2 separate regions of the Triticum aestivum genome follow, and region 2 is linked to region 1. The links are chromatin contacts, called in public Hi-C maps. All regions are on one chromosome and are shown on one strand. Each heading gives the region's core, a stretch centred on a gene start, on an enhancer-like site or on the middle of the called end of the contact. The rest is flanking DNA. Distances are from core to core; before and after follow the strand shown.

Region 1 (7,111 bases), core at 2,512-5,011:
CCCTGCCTTTTCCCCAAGGAGTGACCCTGACTTATCAGGCCCATGAGAGGATGTGCACTATGACAAAAGCTCTAACAAGTCTTTGTTAACAAACTAAATTCTAATTTTCCAACCGAACCTTTAACAACCTTAAGGGTGTAAACACTAGTACTAAAAACATGCATAAGTGGTCTTTGTTCTTACAACCATATATTAGTGCTCGGGATCATTGTGATATTAATTTGTGCTCTGAAGACCCCTATTAAGATGTGTTTGTGACACAATGATGTGGAGGATGTGTCCAATTTACGTATTGGCCGGTGCGCGCCCTGCCTCAAGAGTAACTTTGCTGAAGTAATTTTAAATAAGTGGTTTAAGGAAAAACCCTACAAACAAAGACAATAATAAGGATTGTCAAGGTGAGGGGAATGCGCCCCCTCCACTACTAGTACATTACATCTGACACTCGACCCAATTTGATGCATGGTCAACATAATTCCTCATTTTTTATTTATTAGATGACATTGAGTAACTGTAGAATTATCTTTTTCTTAGTGATATTGATTTACAAATTTATTGACAATTGATCTCAGAACTATGCTTTAAAATGGTTGCTTGCATTCTACCTACAAGACTTACAGTTAACCTGTACAAATTAAGACTGGGATTGCTAATATTCTGTGTATATACAGTGTATATTTGCCTACATGGACAATAGCATCAAGTCAGCATATAACATAATTTATCTCCTATTGATTGTAAGTTCAGTTGGTATAGAGAGTAATCCTTGACAATATTCCAATTCCAGTGAGACCGAACGACCTATTATAAACATAACATCCCGATTTAAAATACCGAGAGTGACATTGTTTTAGCTACATTGCTCACTTTGGACTACACTATAAACCGGACTCGGTAGGAGTCCATTATGCAGCTCCATTCTAAAGTTTGCAGTGCTAATGTATATGATGAACCTATAACTGCAACCCACATCATCCACCCTCAATTATTGGTGTTTTATGACAAGGTTTCTCTATACTTTTGCATGGCTAATTTGGATATGTTTATGTGCAGTTCATCTTCTGCTTCAAGTCAATTTCTGTAGTATTCTGCTCATTGCATATTCTTTTATCCATAACTGACCTGCTGCAATACCGCAGCAACCGTTGGCAAGAGCGGGAGAGGCGACATGGGCGGGGTGCTGTGGAAAAATAGGACATGGATCTGAGGAGTCTTGAGCCGTGCTTATTGGGCCAAGGATGTGTGATATTTTTTTTCTCCCGATGCAACGCATGGGCTCTTTTGCTAGTAATAATAAAGAGCTATTACTTCTTGTGGTACGTCACGGAAATTGCTCCCAAGTTGCAAAATACTACCCACTAATGCCACCTATAAGTGACTAAAAAAACATTTCACATGGGGGAATCCTCCGCCTGGGCCGACCCATGCTCTGCGCGCTGGGAGAAGATGCAGAGCGCCAGTTTGGGCCGGCCCATCCGGGTGGCCTGTTTTTCAAATTTCGGTTTTTTTATTTTTTATTTTTACTTTCCTTTTATGTTTTTTGCTACTTTAAATAATTTGTGACTTAAAAAATCCGAAAATTAAGAAAAATGGGAATTTTGAAATAAATAGTTTATAAATCATAAAATGTTTGTGGATTCAAAAAATGTTCGTGATTTAAAAAATGGTTCTCATTCACAAAATGTTTGAAATTTGGAAAACAAATGTTCAGGAAATCAAAAAATATTTAATTTTTAAAAGTTCATGTATTCAAAAATGTTAATGAAATTGAACAAAATTTTGCCAATTCAAAAAATGGAAATTTTTCCTAACAATTCATTTATAAAAATGTTCGCTGATTCAAAAAATGTTCGTTAACTAAAAAGATATTTTTTAAATAAAAAAAGTTCATGAATTTCAAAAATTGTCCCACCAATTTTCAAAACAATGTTCGTCCATTTTAGAAATGTTCACCAATTCAAGAAAATTGTTAAAAAAATGTCAACTTTTAAAAAAATGCTTGCAAAAGTATAAAATGCTCATGAATTTAAAAAATATTCTTGATTTTATAAAATCTTCAAACATTTGTAAAAGTGTTCATGAATTTGAATAATGTTTGCGAGTTCAAAAAAATTCATGATTTCACAAAATTGAGAGTGATAGTGTATCTCGGTGATGCAGCAAAATGTGATCATGACAATTGAAGATTATGATTTTTTTTCTGTTGCAATGCACGATCCCTTTTGCTACTATGTACATATGAAAGTATTGTTCAAACGATGCTTGGCGCACGAAAATCGCACGGTAGTCATGATCGACGAATGTGGCCCACTGAACGAACGGGATACATGGTTGTGATCTTGTGCCGTGCGCAAATCGGCCGCAAAAAATTGTCGGCGGAACCATCAGCAGCCGGTACCACTCGCATTGCCGGGCCAAATCCGGCGCTCGTATCTGCACTAGAGCCGTGCAGGTCTTCACATCCAAGCCCACAAAACTGCCAACGAGGGCTGATCAATCTCCACCCATACGGAACACCACGAGCAATTACATGACCTCTTTGGCATACACGATGATGTGTGGAGGAGGAACCAAGTTCCAGTCGGCCGCAGCTATATGAAAATGCAAGGCACCCCTCACTTGTCAAATATTTATGTGGCTGGCACTTCAGTACAGGTTGTGGACGTCTGATAGGAGAGTGACGTGAACGTTCTATACATAATTTTCTATCTTCTACATAGTTAAGGTACGGCTTTGACGAATCTCCACCGGGATGAAGGATGGCAAGGCGGTCGGGGCTGTCGCTGTCAAGTGGCTGATGTGGTGATGCTCAGTCGCATGTGTCTCGATGTCCTGGTCAGTGTCACAGTGAAGCAGCTAACTTGCCGCCAAGAGCTTTGACAGGCAGCCGGCGGCTGCCTGTATATGTGAACTGCGCATATGTAGCCGGACAGTTGGATTACTCATTTTGAGGCACTCACAAACAATAAAAGTAGCTATTTAGACCCTAAAAAATTAGTTATCTATAGGGAGTTAGGCTACTCACAGTGAAGAGTAACTTCGATTAGTAACATGCATATATTACTAGTCTATGTTACTACCTACACAGTGCGGAGTAACATATGTGTGGTATCATGCAACGCTTTATTTATTAGTTTCTAGACTCATCTTCTCTTAATATGTGTGATGTTACTTATAGTATAAGTAACTAGCTATTTTACTCAATTCGTCTCTCTGATTTAATCATTACCACATAAGCAAAATTGCTGAGTTAGAACCTTATATTACTTCTGAAGTTACTTTCACCGTGGGTAGTCAAGAAAAATGAGCTATCTACACCTGTAGCCCAGGTACCTGGTGCGTAGCCTAGTGGCCGTTTCGTCGCGCCCATCATCTTCCGCTGACCAGAAAAGTACGCCAGAAAAGTACGCACGCATAAGCCAATGCACGCGCATATACATATCCGGCCGGCCAGCCGGCCGGCCCACTCCAAACCCAGTCTTCCGGCGAAAAAAAAAAGCAATAGTCATAGAAACGCCCGATGGATATTACAGGGAAAAACGACGGCGAGCGGCTTATTCAGGACACTGGTCGGCGATCGTTGTTCGTGTTGCACGAGCCACTTCACAGTTCCGCTACGTCCAAGGCTCCCCGACACTTCCGGGAGGCGAATATCGAACCCTGGAGATGCCCGTTTAGTGCTAAACTAAACACGTTTAATCAGTGGTGCGGCTCCACAAGCCTAGTACTATAAAACGAGCCACGAGGGCTTTGTGTCACCGCAGGGTAGTATACCAGTACAAGTTAATCAAGGTTAGCTCCCATGGCAAGCAGCTCCGATGTCGTTCCTGCCGCTGCAAGGAAGTACGAGACGTTGCCTACCTTTTCCAGTTTTTGTACTGTGTTGATACTTGCTATGTATGCATGTAATTGGCGCACTTATGCCTTACGCGAAGGTGAGGGTTAATTTGTCATGTGCGTACGTTGCAGGCTGGACGGCAAGGTGGCGCTGATCACCGGCGGCGCGAGCGGCATCGGCGAGGGCACGGCGCGGCTGTTCGTGCAGCACGGGGCCAGCGTCGTCCTCGCCGACATCCAGGACGACCTCGGCGCGCGCCTCTGCGCGGAGCTCGGCCCGGCGGCCTCCAGCTACGTGCGGTGCGACGTCACCAAAGAGGAGGACGTCGCGGCGGCCGTCGACCACACCATCGCCAGGTTCGGGAAGCTGGACATCATGTTCAACAACGCCGGCATCGGCGGTGCGGCATGCCACAGCATCCGGGACAGCACCAAGGAGGACTTCGAGCGCGTGCTGGCCGTCAACCTCGTGGGGCCCTTCCTGGGTACCAAGCACGCGGCGCGGGTCATGGTGCCCGCGCGGCAAGGCTGCATCATCGGGACGTCGAGCCTGGCGTCGGCGGTGGGCGGCGTGGCGTCGCACGCGTACACGTGCGCCAAGCGCGCCCTGGTCGGGCTGACGGAGAACGCGGCGACGGAGCTTGGCCAGCATGGAATCCGCGTCAACTGCATCTCCCCGGCGGCGGCTGCCACGCCGCTGGCCACGGGCTACGTGGGGCTTGACGGCGAGGCGTTCGAGATGGCCATGGAGTCCTTTGCTAACCTCAAGGGCGTGGGACTGCGGGTCAAGGACATCGCCGCCGCCGTGCTCTTTCTCGCCAGCGATGACGCGCGCTACGTGAGCGGCCACAACCTGCTCATCGACGGCGGCATCTCCGTCTCAAACCTTACCTTCGGCATCTTCAAGGAGTAATGGAAACCGATCGATTCTAAACTATGCATCCAAGGCTCGCCTCACATGGTGTGGTGTGGTTGCTTAGCGGCTTAGCGCCGTACGTGCCATTTACTAGTACTATTTATGTCGCTTTATCGGGAGGAAATATACCTCCAACGTGATTTGCGAGGGCTTTACCTATGATTGAAATGGAATCACGATCATGCTAAGCGTCGGTCAGGTGAAAAGCGGATCGGATAGGCCGCTCCATGGCAGTTGGATCCGGCGCGCAACAGCCACCGATCTGTGCCGCGTTAGCCGCTCCGGAATTCACAACATCTTGCTCCCGGAACGGGGCGTCGACCCGTTGGCCGAGCAGCTGAGGGTAGCTACCAGCCCGCCTGCGTTTGAGCCTCGGCTCTGGCGTGCGGCGCTCGCGAAGTTTCTCCTATAAAAAAATCAACGAGGTTAGCCTTTTGGTTGGTCTCGTTTTTAAGTACTTTTAAAAAATAATGTTGCTCTAGGAAGTTTGTAACACGAGATATGCGCTTTGGGGTTTGCTTGCACCCCTAAAAAAAACATGATCCATGTTGCGCTTGTTGGGCTGCATTAGCATTTAGTTGTGACCTGTTGTTTGAAACATGATCCATGTTGCACTCGAGGGTTTGCAATATGGATCATGTCGCACTCGCGGTTGCAACCTTCAAAACATTTTCAACCATTGCAACGTGTTGTATGTTGTAACCGCAACAACTCCCTTCGCCGTTGGCTCCTCTCCTCATGCCTTCTCGCACGTGACTCTTTCACCAATAGGACGCCACGACGACCCCGTCAACCGCACCCCAGAAACCCGTGGAGCAAGGGATCACGCCGCTGGATGACCAAGATCTATCGCCCACCACCACTGTGTAATGCCCACGATGCGGCTATATCTCCCACGTGTCGAGGCACGACTTAGAGGCATAACCGCATAGTGGTTTTGTCGCAAGACGGGTCATCTTCACACAATCCCATGTAATGAACAAGAATGGGATAAAGAGTTGGCTTACAATCGCCACTTCACACAATACATGAATATAAATCAGACATCATCCGAAATACAAACATATATAGACCGACTACGGTCAAAATTCAGATGAAAATAAGACAACCCCAAAAGCTAGATCCCCGATCGTCCCAACTGGGCTCCACTACTGATCATCAGGAAAAGACACATAGTAACGACCACGTTCCTCGTCGAACTCCCACTTGAGATCGACGCCATCATCTGCACTGGCATCGTCGGCACCTGCAATTGTTTTGGTAGAATCTGTGAGTCACGAGGACTCAGCAATCTCACACCCGCGAGATCAAGACTATTTAAGCTTGAAGGGAAGGATGGTATAGTGAGGTGGAGCTGCAGCGGCAATAAGCATGTATGGTGGCTAACATACGCAAAAGAGAGCGAGAAGAGAAGCAATGGAACGGTCGTCTTCTAGCAATGACCAAGAAGTGATCTTGAACACCTACTTACGTCATACATAACTCAGACCGTGTTCACTTCCCGGACTCCGCCGAGAAGAGACCATCACGGCTACACACGCAGTTGATGTATTTTAATTGGGGTCAAGTGACAAGTTCTCTACAACCGGACATTAACAAATTCCCATCTGCCTCATAACCGCGGGCACGGCTTTCAAAAGATATTACCCTGCAGGGGTGTCCCAACTTAGCCCATCATAAGCTCTCACGGTCAACGAAGGATAAACCTTCTCCCGGAAAGACCCAATCAGTCTCGGAATCCCGGTTTACAAGACATTTCGACAATGGTAAAACAAGACCAGCAAAACCGCCCAAATGTGCCGACAAATCCCGATAGGAGTTGCACATATCTCGTTCTCAGGGCACACCGGATAAGTCAAGCTACGAGTAAAACCAGACCTCGAGTTTCCCCGAGGTGGCCCCGCAGGCTGCTCGGTTCGGACCAACACTCGAAGGAGCACTGGCCCGGGGGGGTTAAAATAAAGATGACCCTCGGGCTCGCGAAAACCCGGGGGAAAAGGCTTAGGCGGCAAATGGTAAAACCAAAGTTGGGCCTTGCTGGAGGAGTTTTATTCAAGGCGAACTGTCAAGGGGGTCCCATAAATCACCCGACCGCGTAAGGAACGCAAACTCAAGGAACATAATCCCGGTATATCAGTAACTAGGGCGGCAAGAGTGGAACAAAACACCAGGCATAAGGCCGAGCCTTCCACCCCTTTACCAAATATATAGATGCATTAATTAAATAAGAGATATTGTGATATCCCAACATATCCATGTTCCAACATGGAACAAACTTCAACTTCACCTGCAACTAGCAACGCTATAAGAAGGGCTGAGCAAAAGCGGTAACTTAGCCAAACAACGGTTTGCTAGGAA
Region 2 (7,111 bases), core at 2,526-5,025, 450 kb before region 1:
GAAATTTTGGGTCCCATGTCAGGGCTATATTCTAATTGCTGAGATTCGTACTATCCAGGGAAATCAAGTATGAGGGGTATGCAGGAGTATTATAAGAACATTGAAGATAAATTAAAAGAACTTCGAGGGTCATATACATTATGCTTGCGCTGAGCCACTAATTGTTACGAATTATCTTGTTGCCTTGTTGTTGTTTTCTTTCTTTTTTGTAGCAATTGCATGTGCACAAAATGCATGCTTCTGTGCCGAGATATACTGCCTGACGTGTGTATTATCTGTGGTTATCATTCTCAGCTTGTGTGGTGTGTTTTGTTTCGAAAATGCATTAAGCTCTGTTGTGCTAACGACGGCTAGCAAGAATGCCGACTGGAGCACTGCGCCTCATGCAGAGGAAGGCTACACAGCTCAATGTACCTCTGGGAGCGCTGGCGAACAAGTCACCTTACCACAGTGGCGAAGGCAAGAATTCTTTCCTGACTCATCAGATCTTATTTTTGGCCTGCAGTAATGATGGTAAAGGTTGTAGGTTTATACTAAGATCCTTGAGTTAGAACATTTATCCTCGTTGCGTGTGAGCTCTTAATTTGAAAATGAATATGGTCCTAGATTTTGTCGCCCGGGGTAAGATTTAAACTGTGCAATACTGGGAAGACATTTGTTGCAAGATCACCGTCAAACTAGACTGAATAAACCTGTTTTGTTTGTTTTATGCCACCTCTGATTTGTTGATGTTCTGCTAACCATTTTCCCCCCTTAAAGAAATATAAAGCGTTTAGATCACTACTTTAGTGATCTAAACGCTCTTATACTTCTTTAAAGAGGTGTACTATAAGGAGTTGCTTAATGTTCATACAGTTGGCAGAATACAAGTGTTAGTACTCTTATTTGTATTATTTACACTAAACAAAGTGTTAGATAGCAGGTCCATGTTCAAACTGACCGCCATTTAATAAAGTAACAGCATTATTGTGTTTGTAAGATTTAAATCTCTTGTGACAACAGTCGAGACGTCTTGACCAGTGAAAAAAATCAGTTGTATCTGCACCTTCTCCCGAAATACAGTAGTTACATACTTCATCTGTAAACAAATATAAGACGTTTTAGATCACTAAAGGAGTATTTCAGTATGCACTTGGTAGAATTAGTATTGATGCGAATCGGGGGTACATGTAAGGGCAAACTCACACTAGTTCATAGCGCATTTACATCAACAGATACCAGGAATCCACATAAACAGCAAAAAAATATGCAACTGAGAAATGTCAATGATACGGTTCAGATGCAAATCCTTCTTCAATCAATGATAGATAAGACAAGATTGCCCATTGGAAAATCAAATTTATAGCGGTGCTATGCATACTAAATTGGAAGCAGGTTTAGTAATAATTTAAGTGTACAATCAAGTGGGAAACCTCACTTGGGTCGAACTAATCATCGAAAAACCTTTCAGTTGATGTGTCAAATAACATTAAATTTTTTTATCACAACTGCAGATATACTCCCTCTGTAAACTAATATAAGAGCGTTTAGATCACTATTTTAGTATTCTAAACGCTCTTATATTAGTTTACGGAGGGAGTACTTTCCAACTTAAGCTACACACTTGTAATGACGTTTTAAATCCAATCAAATGTTAATAGTGAAACGTAACAACTTGAAAATTGTTCCTGTTTGGTGAATGGCACTCCATAGACGAAATATGTAACCATCGTACCCAGCTGATATGGGATGACCGGGCGTGTCCAATCAATGTGCCACATAGGATTGGCCCACCGCAGACAATATTTTCTCTTTCTTTTTCTCCCTCCATCGCACCAAAAGATGCATATGGCTGGACATATAGGGAGAAAAGTCGTGCACAGACAAACAAAGGTTTAAAATGGACATGTCCAAACATTGATCAAATTTGTTCGCGGACATTTGAGGGGCTAAATTTGCGGAGTCCAGCTATACATGCCCTTGTATAACGCAACAATTGCCGGTGCTCAATCGTAAGCAGGCGGGTTATTCATCACTATTTTTCTCTTGTACTCTAAAGGGAAAGATTATGATTGCTGGTTATCCATATGTCAGAGCAGACCACTGGATTGAATTGAATTGAATTGAATTCAAATTGCTACCTGCCATCCTGCACTCCTGCTGCTTACTTTTACGCTGTTGTCACCTGGAGCGGAGCCATGCATGCAAGATCCCTGCCAAGATCCACAAAAATGTTTGCAGGAGCTGACCGCACCGGGAAGAGTGGACGCACGGCGGGCTCCCGCGTGCGTGCAAGTGCAAGTGCAAGCCCAGCAGGCATGATGAGTGCACGTACGCCGGTGCGGTGCCGCCGCGGCAGCAGGTAGTGGAGGTACTCCCCCGGCGGTAACGACAAGTCCATCAAACGGGTGCCTCCCCCGATGTGCATGGAGCCATGGGCCGCTTCAATCAGATCCGCGCGTAGCACCCATCCTCACCAAGTATAAAATGCAGGCGATGTGTACAAGGTACAGGTGCATTTGATGCGAACAGGCGGAGCATGGATGGACGCCGTGCGGAGCCATGTGCGCGCGTCGTGCCATGGCATGGATTTGCGGTTGCGGCGTGCCGACCGCAAATTACTCGCGGCCTCCAACAGCCCATCGTCCATGCCCATCCATGCAAGACTGAATGAACATGTTAACGAGTGCTCTAGTAGGTACCAAAGTGATGGGATTGGTCGATCGATCGATCTGCCACCCTGGTGCTACCGAGAGATAAAACCCTCCCCCGAGCTGGAGATTCTTTAGGCGCGTATGTTTGACCAAGGATGATAGACTAGACGTTTCCATTCCAGATCATCTGCTTGATCAGAGGAAGCCGCCCCTCTGTCACAATGTATTGCCGTCAGTTACGGAGATGAGTTAGTATACTCTTGAACTTGAGATTTCTAAATGAAGCCAGTGAGAGTGACCCTAGGATGCTCATGCTGGCACATGGTTCATCGATCCACTCCTCACTCACAGCAACTTGGCCGGTTGTTGCGCGTTACATACCATCACCAGACACCAGCTGTGATGTGGAGAGAGTTAAGAACAAAACTACTACACGCCTCATGTGCCGTCCGTCGTGCTCTGATCACTGTTTGCAAACAGCAGGCATGGGACGCTGCTGAGTTTGTGCTAGATCTACCATGGCGGAGTAGCTGGCTGTACATTCTCTTCGGAACAGGGGAAACACCGTCTGTCGCACTAGAAAACGGAATCATGGACAAAAACCATGACCATCATATGTGTACCAATCACTGCCGGTTAAAACAGGCAAGGGCATCGACCGACGACGACGGTGGCGGCTAGCTGCAACGCAGAAACATACGTACGCACGACACCAATGAATGAACAATGTCAATGGAACAGGGGCGCGGCTCCTGATTCGGCATCGCGTGCCGTGTAATATGCTTTGGCGGGAAGCGCAACGCAAACCTTTTCCCACTGTGCACCACGATTATCCACTAGTGGTAATTTTCATCAAGCAGGATAAATGTACTAGTACATCGCACGTGCAATCACGCATGGTCTTGTCTCGTCCCAGTGGCACGGCACCAGTAATTTCGAGTTGTTTTTACTTGACACTCTGCTTAAGATCCGTTGTTACTATACTCCAGAGAGACAGAGCGCGCATCAAGTGGAGTGGAGCCACGCGCGCGGTCGCAGAGGGTTGCCCACCCCCACGTGCCCGCCCTGACCCAGCCTTGTTTTTTTTCTCTTCTTCTAGTACGTGCGATGCGATGACCGAGCCTTGTCACGGCTAGGGCCGCACGAACCGGACAAAAAGACGCAGGCGGGAGTGGCGCTAAAATAAGGCGCACCCCCACGCCGCCCCCTGCCACTCCGCTCCTCCCATCGATGCTCTCCTCTGCCACCGCATCCGCATCCGCTTGCGCGCTCGTGCCCCTCTCCATCCCCCAAGCTCCCCCCTCCCATCCGCGCGCCTCCACCTTCGGACCGGCCGCCGCGGCAGATCGCCATCAAGAGAGCAACTGAGCCGCTCTGCTCGCGTCCCAGATCCGGCACAGCATTACCAAGAGCGCGAGGAGAGCGAGCATGGAGGAGAAAGCGCCGGAGACGGTGGCGGCCCCGGCGGCGGTACTTGCGGTGGATCAAGAAGTGGCGTACTGCAGCGAGCACCCCTACCCGCCGGGCGCCGCGGCGGCCGCGGGGGTGGCTGCCGGCAGTGGCATCTGCGCCTTCTGCCTGCAGGAGAAGCTTGGCATGCTGGTCTCCTCCTCCAAGTCCAGCCCCTTTCACCCGCCGCCTTCCTCCCTCACCCCGACCACCCCTCCGCCCAACAGGCTCGCCACTGAGAATCTTTATTCTTCCACCGCCTCTGCCATGGCGATCCCTCCGCACAAGGGCAAGACCTCGTCCTCGGCGCCCGCCCCGGTGGCCAGCGGGCTCAGGAGGAGCAAGTCCGTGGCGCCGCGGCCGGAGGAGCCGCCGCTGTCGTCGGGGATCACCGCTGACAGCCCCCGCAAGAAGAGCTTCTGGTCTTTCCTCTACCCCTCCTCCTCGTCCAGCGGCCACCGGAGCGGGTCGTCGTCTCTGGCCAGTGGGGAAGGCGCCGCGTCGGCGAGGAGGAAGTCGGTGTCGGTGGCTTCGGCGACGTCAGCGTCGCTGGGGCGGAGGCTGGAGGCGATCGAGGAGCCCGAGAGCCCCGGCCGCCGCAGCGAGGGATCGTCGTCCTCGTCGTTCGGGAGAAAGGTGGCGCGCTCGCGCTCCGTGGGCTGCGGCAGCCGCAGCTTCTCGGGGGACTTCTTGGAGCGCCTCTCCACCGGCTTCGGCGACTGCGCGCTCCGGCGCGTTGAGTCCCACCGCGAGCCCAAGCCCAAGGGAAGCGCGCTCGGCCACCTTGGCCGCGCCCGCGACGCCGGCGACGGCGACGAGGACTACGAGTACACGCAGCAGCACAGGATCAAGTGCGCCGGGTTCTTCGGCGGCATCGGCGCCGCGCCCCCGGCCTCGTCCTCCTACTGGCTCTCCGCGCCCAACGCCGGGAGCGGCGCCGGCGCCAGCGGCAACGCGAGGGTTTCTGGCACACGGAGCCACCGGGGCTGGGCGTGGGCGCTGGCGAGCCCCATGAGGGCGCTGAGGCCGACGAGCTCCACGTCCAGCAAGACCATCATGTCGGCATCCGCGACGGTGGCGACGAGTTAGCCTCGTCGTTGGATTGCAGCTGCGCGCTCCGCGATCAATGGCCGGTTATCAAATCATCGCTCTTCTTCTCGAACTATACTACGTACTACTGCTGCTTCTACTAGTATGAAAATTACTCCTGTTCTTGGTTCTGGTATATGCCCATTCGAGTCCTGAGAAGCTGCTCCTAAGGTGAAGGATGGAATGGGCCGCAGATTAAGCTCTAGCTTGCCTTTCATTTTGTAATTCTGTTCCAATTCGAGATTTTCTCCTGTGGTGCCCGTGGTGGAAATAGAGATGTTTTATGTTGAGTTCATTCGTGTGTTGGAGACGGGACATGAGCATTGAATTGAAAAGGAGAAATTTGGCAATTTGTCCATCAGTTCTGTACTTGTTCTTGTGTGCCTTGATTCATTTTTCATGATCCTACTACCACACTATACTACGGGTGGCCTGTTAAAGCATCTACAACCGGACCCGTCAAAAGTGAGTTGCCCCTCAAATCTCAAATGTCCACGTCTACAACCGTCTTCCTCGTAGCAAATCCTTAAATTCATACTCTCATGCAATGTAAAACAAACACACGCAGCGATATAAATAAACATGCAATGTAAAATAAACACACGCAACGCAACGTAAAAATAAACACACGTAGTTCATTTAGATCACATATAGCGGAGGGGATTCATCTACATTCCATCAAACTATCAAGAATTGTCATGTTCTAAAAGTTTGAACTATCGAGTTCATTTAGAGCAACTCTAACCGATCCCTTATAAATAGAGGAGTAAAACGGCGGAGTAAATTTACTCCACTAAGTTTTGGCCATTTCTAGCCGATCCCCTAAATTTAACGGAATAAAATAAAATTCCCATTTGCGTCACATACTCAACCACCGAAACACATTTTCTTACTTTTTTTATTTCATTCAACGACATTGGAGTAAATAATTCACCAATTCTTCGCCACTAGAGCAAGACCAAAAAAACAAGAACGACAATTAGACATTTTAGAAGATTTTCAACTTCCCTAACTGTTCCTACTAGTTGGATTAATATCTTCTCTATGTCTTCATTGTTGATCTGTGGATTCTTGATATTCAACACTTCTTTCTTCTTCGATTCTAAAGAAGTAGACGTTGCCTCTTTAGTAACCTCATCTCTAGTCTCATCTCTAGCCTTTTCTCAAGCTTCAATTCTTGCAACGAGTGCACAAACATCTATCAATTTTCGTGCTATCAATAGATCGATGCATTCTTCTTCCCAATACCAAAACTTGCATCCATTCTACACACATAGATGAGCAAATAAGCACACAGATGAGCTACCAAAATTGCGTCGAATCCGGTGAACAATCGAATCAAAACAAGCACATACCACATCATTTGTGCACTTGAAGAACACCCATACGGGGTGTTGCGGCGTGTGAGGGAGTCCTGGATTTGGGGGTCCTCAGGTGACCGGCCGATTCTGTATGGGCCGGACTGATGGTCTGTGAAGATACAAGGCAAAAGGCCTTCCTCCCGTGTCCGGATAAGGCTCTCCTATGCGTGGATGGCAAGATTGGTGTCCGGATATGTAATTTCCTTCCCCTGTGAACCGACTTTGTACAACCCTAGGCCCCTCCGGTGTGTATATAAACCGGAGGGTTTAGTCTGTAGAGGCTATCAGAATTTACATAGGCTAGTCAGTTAGTGTTTAGTCATTACGATCTCGAGGTAGATCAACTCTTGTAACCCATATACTCATCAAAGTCAAACAAGCAGGAAGTAGGGTTTTACCTCCATTAAGAGGTCTCGAACCTGGGTAAACATCATGTCCCCTTTGTCTCCTGTTACCTTCGATCCTCACACGCATAGTTCGGGACCCCCTACCCAAGATCGGCCGGCTTTGACACCGACATTGGTGCTTTCATTGAGAGTTCCTTTGTGTTGTCGATAGAAGGATCGATGGCTCGCCTTG

What was found. Hi-C and Micro-C count contacts between places; a contact is called where the count stands out from the background.
Region 2: a contact with region 1 is called in a Hi-C map of leaf, with 2.8 times the contacts expected there. The contact joins the promoter of LOC123053217 here to the promoter of LOC123049355 in region 1. A contact is called at or near these places in 3 of 5 Hi-C or Micro-C datasets (all in leaf).

Annotation. Positions count from the first base shown.
Region 1 is chr2D:373,643,782-373,650,892 of IWGSC CS RefSeq v2.1, reverse strand. It overlaps LOC123049355 (momilactone A synthase), which reads left to right and starts at 3,761. Exons shown (of 2, transcript XM_044472283.1): 1 at 3,761-3,843; 2 at 3,970-4,956. The coding sequence starts at 3,803. The coding sequence ends at 4,750.
Region 2 is chr2D:374,090,433-374,097,543 of IWGSC CS RefSeq v2.1, reverse strand. LOC123053217 (AF4/FMR2 family member lilli) reads left to right here and starts at 3,775. Exons shown (of 1, transcript XM_044476656.1): 1 at 3,775-5,540. The coding sequence starts at 4,062. The coding sequence ends at 5,171. It overlaps LOC123053216, which reads left to right. Exons shown (of 10, transcript XM_044476654.1): 10 at 1-714.